3 separate regions of the Sus scrofa genome follow, and all the other regions are linked to region 1. Evidence: chromatin contacts called from public Hi-C and HiChIP or PLAC-seq data. All regions are on one chromosome and are shown on one strand. Each heading gives the region's core, a stretch centred on a gene start, on an enhancer-like site or on the middle of the called end of the contact. The rest is flanking DNA. Distances are from core to core; before and after follow the strand shown.

Region 1 (2,595 bases), core at 62-2,561:
ATTTAATCCTTACAAAATCCCTGCAAATTAGAGAGTATTACCTCTGATGATTAAGGATAATCTCAGATGCATAGAGAGGTAAGGTGGCTTGTTCAAGACCACACAGCTAATAAGAGGTTGAAAAGAAATTTGTCATATCCCAAAGCAGATGCTTCAAAATGTATATTATGACACCATCATTATGCATTATATAACTAATATATCCAACTTCCCAGCTTTTTTTCCTTTTTTGGCTGTGTCCAAGGCATGAGGAAGTTACCAGGCCAGGGATTGAACCAGCTTTTCACTTTTGGCATTTTACCCCCAATTATTTTTAAGATGGCACTGGGAATGATATCAAGGCACATTAGATAGAAGATTTCATAAGGACTGGGTTACCGCTATCTCTTTTGTTGATGTTTCCTTCATGCCAGCACAGGGTGGGTTACTCAATGCATGTTGACAGAATAGCTTTTGTTGGATGAAATGTAATCATGCATGATTATATTAATACAAAGTTAATTACATTCAAAAACACAGCTCTCCTTCCTAAGTTAAGGACTACCTCTAGAAGCTTTAAAGAAGTAACTTTGTGGTAAAATAAGAATTTTCAGGTGTTAACTGACAGTTAACTGGGCATGTAATAAACACACCAATAATGCTCTTAGTCTTAGGATTCTGGATCCACCATGCCTGGGAAGGATGAAGAAATGACATTCTGTCCCCCTGTGGCACGCGCTAAGCACAATTGCTGAAAGTGTCTTCCACCTGAAAGGACCCTCCGCCTCATTTTACGTTTGCGGAACCTGAGGTCTGGAGTAGGGAAACAAATCTCAATATGACACAGAGAAATCAGCATCAGAGTTGAATCAAGAACTCAGGCCCCTCTGGTATGGGACAATGTAACTGTTTCTCCACCGTGTCATTTTTTGCAGAAAAAGTTGCAGACAAAGCTTGGACATAGAAAACCAGCTTTATGCCAAAGCTTGGGAAAGCTGTCTTTATGTTTCTCACGTTATTGCCTTGTTTTCTCAGCTGACAGTGCTTATTCTAAATGAGATAATATACGTAAATTCCTTAGCACAAAGGTTGGTCCTGAGAAAACACTGATTGAACAGTAACTGTCATAATACACCAAGGTTGTTGAACATTTTAAGTCATTCTTATATCAGGTAGATTAGAAATGTATTACTCTGCCACCTGAAAATCAGTAAGTCTCAGGTATTTGACATTTGAGGACCAGCCCTGCCCCCTCACCCCCAACCAAGGCCACCACAAAACAACAAGCCAGTGGTTGCAAAAAATGAAACCACTTTGTGCCTTTAGTAGCAGTATCCTAAAAGTCCACAAGAGGGCAGCCCCTCTCACAGCAGAAAGGCATCAGGGCTGTAGGAGGGTAGAAGGGAATTATGGGTGCTGAGGTAAGCTAATAAAAACCATCAATCAGAGCCATTATTTTATTATGACTGTTTTTAGAGCTATTATTAAGACACTTTTAAGTGATGAGAAGCACTATGAAGAAAATAAAGCAGAATAATGGAATAGAGAATGACTCCAGGGGAGGATAAGTATCTGAGCCATGAACTAACCCTTGAAGGAGACAGGGTCAGCCATGAGTAGACTGGGGGAAGAGTGTGAGGTCTGAAGGAGTCAGGGGCCAAGCTGGACATGATCTTGGCCTGCTTGAGGGACAGAAGTCAGTCAGTCATTGGAACATAATGAAAGAAGGATATGAAGAGGGAGGTGTGGAGGGGGCATCAGATTCCACAAAGACATAGAGACCTTGGGAATAGATCGCAGGTCATTCTGACCCCAGAGTTTGTGCGCTGAATCGCTACGCTACCCTGAACTCTGCATGAAAAGCCAAAGGGCAGTTTGTGTAGTAAAAGTGATACTTTTTGAAAACAATGACAAAACAACTTAAGAAATACTTTAGTGGCTTTCATCAAATAATCCACCAGAATTTACATGATTTAAGAACTTAAATTTATGAGGAACAAACACTAAGAGACATATATGTAAATTTATTCAAAATTTTATGGCCCAAGAAGTAACCTGGTGCAAGGTTTCTCTTTGTCATTTTTATAGCACTGTATAATAATCAAGGTTTATAATGATTAATAACATATTTTAAAGGAAATACTCCCAATGATTTATATAGAATGATGTTTATCCCAGCATTAATGTTAAGAAAAATTATAAATAGCATAAATGCCCACTAATTGGGGATAATTTAAATACATTTGCATGCTTCCAAATGACTAAAATCATATTTTCCCCAAAATATTTAAGGCTCCGTTAAATTCTTACAGTATACTGTTAGAGGCAAAGCAAACAATAAAATAAAAAGCCATATATGCAGTATAAATCCAATTTTTAAAAGCTGTACAACAATAACCAGAATATTAAAAGAAAACACACCAAATGATATGAGAATGAATGCATTTTTTACAATGCTTTTCCATATTAAATTTTTTTCAAAAAATATATTCTCTTATAACCCTAAAATCAAAAATAAAATTAGATATTTGGCATGGAAGTTTTAATCTCCATTTAAACTTTTCAAAATCTGCGTGGTGCCTTTTTTATAGAGAAACTTAGGTGATTTTTGAGGTG
Region 2 (2,595 bases), core at 63-2,562, 460 kb after region 1:
GTAACCTGCAAGTTTCGTTCTTTTTCTTCTTGATGTTACATGCTCTCAAGAAGGATTTTAATAAATAAACAGGGAGCCGTATAAATGCAAAACAATTTGATCTTGTTTGGAAGAATCAGGCTTGAGGATTTTATTTCGATGAGATCATACAGAAGAGAAAAGCAATTAAACTGGTTTTTACTTTGCCAGGGATTTTTTTTTCCTCTTCATCTGTGAACAATATAAACAAATGATTGTAAATAGTTCTAAAAGTCCTTCCGTCCACCTACACACACATAGACTCACAAAGGGGAATTTTTCTTTTTAATCTACACAGGCATGCTGATAAAGTTTTTAGGAGAGATGTGTTTTTTTCAGGATTTTATGACACTTTCCTCCTTTAAGGCAGAAAACCTTAAAATAAAAGTATCTTCAGTCTGTGCAATTGCATATGGTTTTCACATTACCTTTGAGTAATGACTTCGACAGTAATAATAAAATATTTTAAATACACTTGCATTTAAGCATGTAATTAACTGCATCCACCTTATTTATATGTAAAAGAAAGCTGGCAACCTGTTGAGGAAGCTAAAAGAAGTATCAGAACCTGTTCTTCTCAATAAAAACTATTTTATTGAGTTTTTATAAGAATGTGCATTGGAAGAGAAATGGAATTTATATGTCAGTCATATTTTATTACACAATTAGAGAGAGATAACATAATTTTCAGTGCCTCAGAGAACTAGCTTACGCTGACCTACACAATTCTATTTAACCCATAATGTACTGGCCCTGGAGAGCAAAATTCCTTAAAGAGGCTCCCAGAGTCTTGCCACCTGGAGGAGTCACCAGTCCTAAGAAGTACAGCCTGGCGTGACTTTGCAACTGGAACAAAATGTTAAGAATCATAGACTTCAAGAAAAAAAAAAAAAAGGCTAGGTTAGGCTAAGTTACCTTTACCAATCCCATCTGGGGAGTAAGTAAGACCGGACATGCCCCAAGGGGAAGTGAGGATCCAGAAAACGGAGTGAAGAGCCCAGGAAGCTCGCCAGTGGCCACCTTGGAAATGAGTAAGAATGGGACTGAAAAGGGCATTCGAAGCCTTCATGCTTTTTGGGGCTGTGCATATGGCCTAAGTCCTTAGGGCAATGGAGAGGATTCTAGGTATAGACCCAAGGTTTAGGAAAAAATAGAGGAGAAAGATTCATTTCCTTTCTCCCCACATAGGTAAAGATTCCTTTGGACTTGGGAAAGTGGGGACAGGGAGAAATGAAGGACAGGGTCCTTGAGCCCAACATCCTAGACAGAAGGCTTAGGGAAGAAGTAAGAGTCCAGGGCAGAAGTAGCTCTCAGAAGGACCATGTGCTTGGTTTAATGCTCTGGGGCTGCCTTCTTCAAAACCACATTGAACTTGTTTTGTCGTTGAAGTGTGGTGGGAAAACCGAGCATATGCATGAGCAGAGGACTGTTTTGCAGTCAATTCCAGTGGACTCAACAGAGTATGTTCTGTCTGTGACAGAGTGATCAAGGGCACTGCACAGACAGCCCTGGGGGCCCAAGTTTCCCATCAGATCCAGAACTTGCTTCAAGAACAGAAGGTAGGTGATGGCGCCTAAGAAATGGGACTGACCTCAACCAAGGAACCCAGCATATCCTCTCTTCCTTGTGTACGTCCTCATGGTCCTTGTGGTCATCAACCACTTGTGCTGAAATCAATGACATGGAAGGAAAGGGAATGACGGGACAACCGCAGTGCCTTTCCTTCCAGTCTTCCCGACCCATGAGCAACCAGAAGGTAGAGTGTGTTGGTAGACCATGCGTATGTCTAGAAGTGAAATAAAAGCAGTTGAGTTAGTTTCCTGCAGAGTTTCCACAGTTCTGGTAAAAACGAAATCCACACGTATGTTCTAGCTGCCTGTGACAAATTGCGTAATTTAGGAATTGTGCAAATGCTCCTGTATCTTCTTTTAAAACTGGCATTGCACAATGTAAAGATGAATAGTGATATTCATGGTAATTGTTTCATATTTTAATTTTTCTTTTCTTAGACTAGCTTTAAATAGCAAATACAGTACCAGGTAAAAGCAGAAAAAAGGAAACAGCTTTATATTTAGGACATCTTATGACATTTTTTCTTGCTTTTCCTACAATCGATGTTGCTGCCTCTGGAAGCAGAAGGTCAATTATCCTTGTAGCTTCTTCCTGATTCTGTGTTCTGGGGCAGCAGAGGGATCCATGGGGCTGAAGGGGCCACACAGGGGGAAATAGCCCTTTGTCAGCAGCTGCATGGGGATGGATGCCTGTCCAGGTGTGTACCCCTCTCAGTATCTTAGCACCATGACAAATCCCCAGGATCTAGATGAAGGCCTCTGGAAGGGGAGAAGCCTCGTTAAGTCTGAATTTAAAGAAATGTGTAAGTTGCCTATTGCTGCTGTCACAAATGACTATGTACTTAATAGCTTAAAACAATGCAAATTTATTATCTCACAATTCTAGGGGTCAAAAGTCTAAAATGATGAGTTCCTGTTGTGGCTCATCAAATTAAGAACCCGACATAGTGTCCATGAGGGTGTGGATTTGATCCCTGGCCTTGCTCAGTGGGTTAAGGCTCTGGCG
Region 3 (2,595 bases), core at 67-2,566, 290 kb after region 1:
TGCGGGCGCTGCCCGAGCCCGGGAGCAGAAGGTCTCCTTTCCCAGCGCACTCACATTATTCATGCAAAGTTAATCCCCGCCGCGTCACGGCCGCCCGCCCGAGGATGTGCGCCTTCCTTGGCCAAGCCCCGCAGTCTCCACCCTCCTCCGCCCCCTCCTCCCGGCGGCGGGTCCCGGGGAGCGCCGGCGACGGGACGTCGCGCGAGTCCTGCAAAATGTCAACTCCCCGGGCGAAGAGAGGCGGCCGCAGCCAGGGCCGCGCCGGCCCGCCCGGGCCGCTCCACTTTTATAGGCGCAGGAAACGAGTGCGGCTCGGGCGCCGGAGTCCCCGCCTCTCCGGCCCGCGCGCCTGGCCCGCCCCGGTCCGCTCCCCGCCGCTGCCCTCCTCCGGCTCCGGCGCCCGCGCCGCGCCTGCCAGCCGGTGACCTGGTTTCCCCTCCGGTCCTCCCGGCGTTCCGACTCGCGCGGCGGCGGCCAGGAGCAGGCCGGCCCGACTCCGCCAGGGGCGCAGCGAGGAAATGGCCTCCGGGCCAGGCGCCCCGCCGCCGTCCCGGCCGCCCGCCGGCCCTAGACCCCCAGTGGCCCCAGCCTGGCCCCGGCCCCGCGCTCGGACGTGCCTGCCGCTCCGGGGCCCGCGCCCCCTGCCCGCGCGCCCAGCCCGGGCCTCCAGGCTCCGCGCCTCCGCACCTGCCGCCCCAGGTGCGAGCGCTCCCTCTCAGCCCAGTCCCGGCCGTGCCCTCCACCCCGAGAGTGTCTTCAGGTGGCGATGTCGCGGCGTTTTTGGTGGCCGCTCGTCCACCCACCCGGCTGCTTGCGCACGGAGCTTCGGGCTTGGGCGTCATTCCTCTAGTAGCAAAAAGGAAGAAACGGGGGACGAGGAACTGGGGGCCGGGAGGGGGTGACTGCCAGAAGCACTGGCTTCTCTTCCCTCCCCGGGCCGCCGCGCTCCTCCCTCCTGCCCCGAACCACTTGTGGCGCGTGTCGGGCCCACACAGCGCTCTGGCTCCTCCTGGGGCCTCGCTCCTGCCGGGCGGCTGGCGTTCCCAACCATCGCCACCCCTGGGAATGGAAGTTTGGAAAATACCTGCCTTGCGCTTGCGGGCGACACCGCTCACACCACCCTGCACATCTTAGGAAATGTGCGCAGAATAGAGACCCTCCGCAGGTTCCAAAAGGGCCGCCCTGTTTCATTTGCTTTTGCCCTGGATACGTGCAAATCGAATCCGGAAGACAAAAATAGTTTATTTTCTTGAAAAGTTATGCCCTAGCAAATATCAGCTTCTAAAAATCTCCCTCCCCTAGTTTTGAAGGCCAAGGATTCTGGCTGGGAAAAAATGAAGCAGGCTATGGCGGTGTTCTCCGCTAGAAGCATGCTTGTGAAAATACCGATTACCCAGAAAACTAAAGTGTAGTTGGTCCGGAGCTATAGTTGCAACACAATTATTTTGACCACCGAGAACAACGATAAATACTATTGAAATAATCACGACTTCATTTTTCAATATATACATTTATTACTATACGAAAAGTTTTGGTAAAGCTTTGATTTTTTTTTTTTTTTTTTTTTTTTTTTTTTTTTTTTTTTTTTTTTTTTTTGCCTCAACTGTCTTAATGATTTATTGGAGAGTTTTTGAGATTTCCAGCCGGTGACGTGTGTTTTATTCCCAATTTTTGTGAGCATCCCAGGGAAAGGGACTAGGAGCCTTCTGTCACCATTAAGGACCACAACTGTCAAGAATTCAGACACTGCCCCACGCCTGGGTTCAGGGTTTCAGCGTGTGTCCAAAGAGGGAGTCCCAAACCCCAAAGCTTCCTGGTGAGAGGGAGGGACCTCTCCCGACAGACTTCATGGACCCTATTACTTCTCATTCTTGGCAAGAAATCCGTGCTTTCTTTTTTTCACTCACAGCAAGGCTGCACCCTAGGACTTGCAGGTTTTGTAGCTGGAAAGAAGTTGTTCTCCTTTTGCAGGGAAGTTCCTGGGCTTTGCGCCAAAGTTGCCCAGGGGTGTTTTGGTTGGTCTGTAGGAAAGCTGTGGAGTCTGCACCATTTGTTCCAAACAGGCGGCCCCCTGGTGGCAGAACTGTGGGTGGAAAGCTGGCCACTGAGGGAAAAGCCTGCCCTGAAAGGCCACCACCAGTTAGTTGACAGCTGGGTCTTCCCAGGGGCCACTGAGTGACTTGAAAGACATTGTTAAGAGGTAGAGGTGTGCGGTAATGCCAGTCTTCCTTCACAAATGTGGATTATCCTTAGGCCCTAATCCGCTGGAACTTCTTAATTTTTTTTTCTCTTTTTGAGTGTAATTGGGACCTATATTCCTTCTTAAATAGGGAACATCATACAGAGAGTGAAGTATAACAAAAACTATTGCTTCCCTTTGTTTAAATGGCTTTGTTTCTCTGATCCCATTTGTGCCTGGAAACTTCTGAAATAAAGAGTAAATTAGGGCGAAAATAACATGGCATTAATTAAACAATTCAGGAAACAGCGTCATATAACAATAAGGGAGGGGAATTTAAATGCAATGGTATTGGAACACCATTAACTACTAGGATTCCATTTGAATCAGTCCTCTGAGGGCAGCCTCACAGGCTG

Evidence for each region. Hi-C and Micro-C count contacts between places; a contact is called where the count stands out from the background. HiChIP or PLAC-seq counts read pairs in DNA pulled down with a chosen protein or histone mark.
Region 2: a Hi-C map of omental adipose tissue shows a contact between it and region 1, with 2.3 times the contacts expected there. The contact joins two enhancer-like sites. A contact is called at or near these places in 15 of 47 Hi-C or Micro-C datasets (adipose tissue, alveolar macrophages, embryonic fibroblasts and 9 more).
Region 3: an H3K27ac HiChIP or PLAC-seq map of alveolar macrophages shows a contact between it and region 1. The contact joins the promoter of THRB here to the enhancer-like site in region 1. A contact is called at or near these places in 1 of 5 promoter capture datasets (liver), 14 of 47 Hi-C or Micro-C datasets (alveolar macrophages, brain, embryonic fibroblasts and 8 more) and 2 of 2 datasets of contacts at active chromatin or transcription factors (alveolar macrophages and skeletal muscle).

What each region holds. Positions count from the first base shown.
Region 1 is chr13:11,073,045-11,075,639 of Sscrofa11.1, forward strand. The region is part of intron 2 of THRB (thyroid hormone receptor beta); the gene reads right to left. Among named protein-coding and RNA genes, the nearest start is that of THRB, 290 kb to the right of the region's middle. Within about 2 kb of position 1,312, at least 4 of the 83 cell types and tissues checked have an H3K27ac peak or open chromatin away from gene starts, as enhancers often do. A contact at or near this core is called in alveolar macrophages and omental adipose tissue, where this site is marked.
Region 2 is chr13:11,533,474-11,536,068 of Sscrofa11.1, forward strand. No RefSeq gene overlaps it. Among named protein-coding and RNA genes, the nearest start is that of THRB, 170 kb to the left of the region's middle. Within about 2 kb of position 1,313, at least 2 of the 83 cell types and tissues checked have an H3K27ac peak or open chromatin away from gene starts, as enhancers often do. A contact at or near this core is called in omental adipose tissue, where this site is marked.
Region 3 is chr13:11,359,271-11,361,865 of Sscrofa11.1, forward strand. THRB (thyroid hormone receptor beta) reads right to left here and starts at 1,317. Exons shown (of 10, transcript XM_021071429.1): 1 at 1,085-1,317.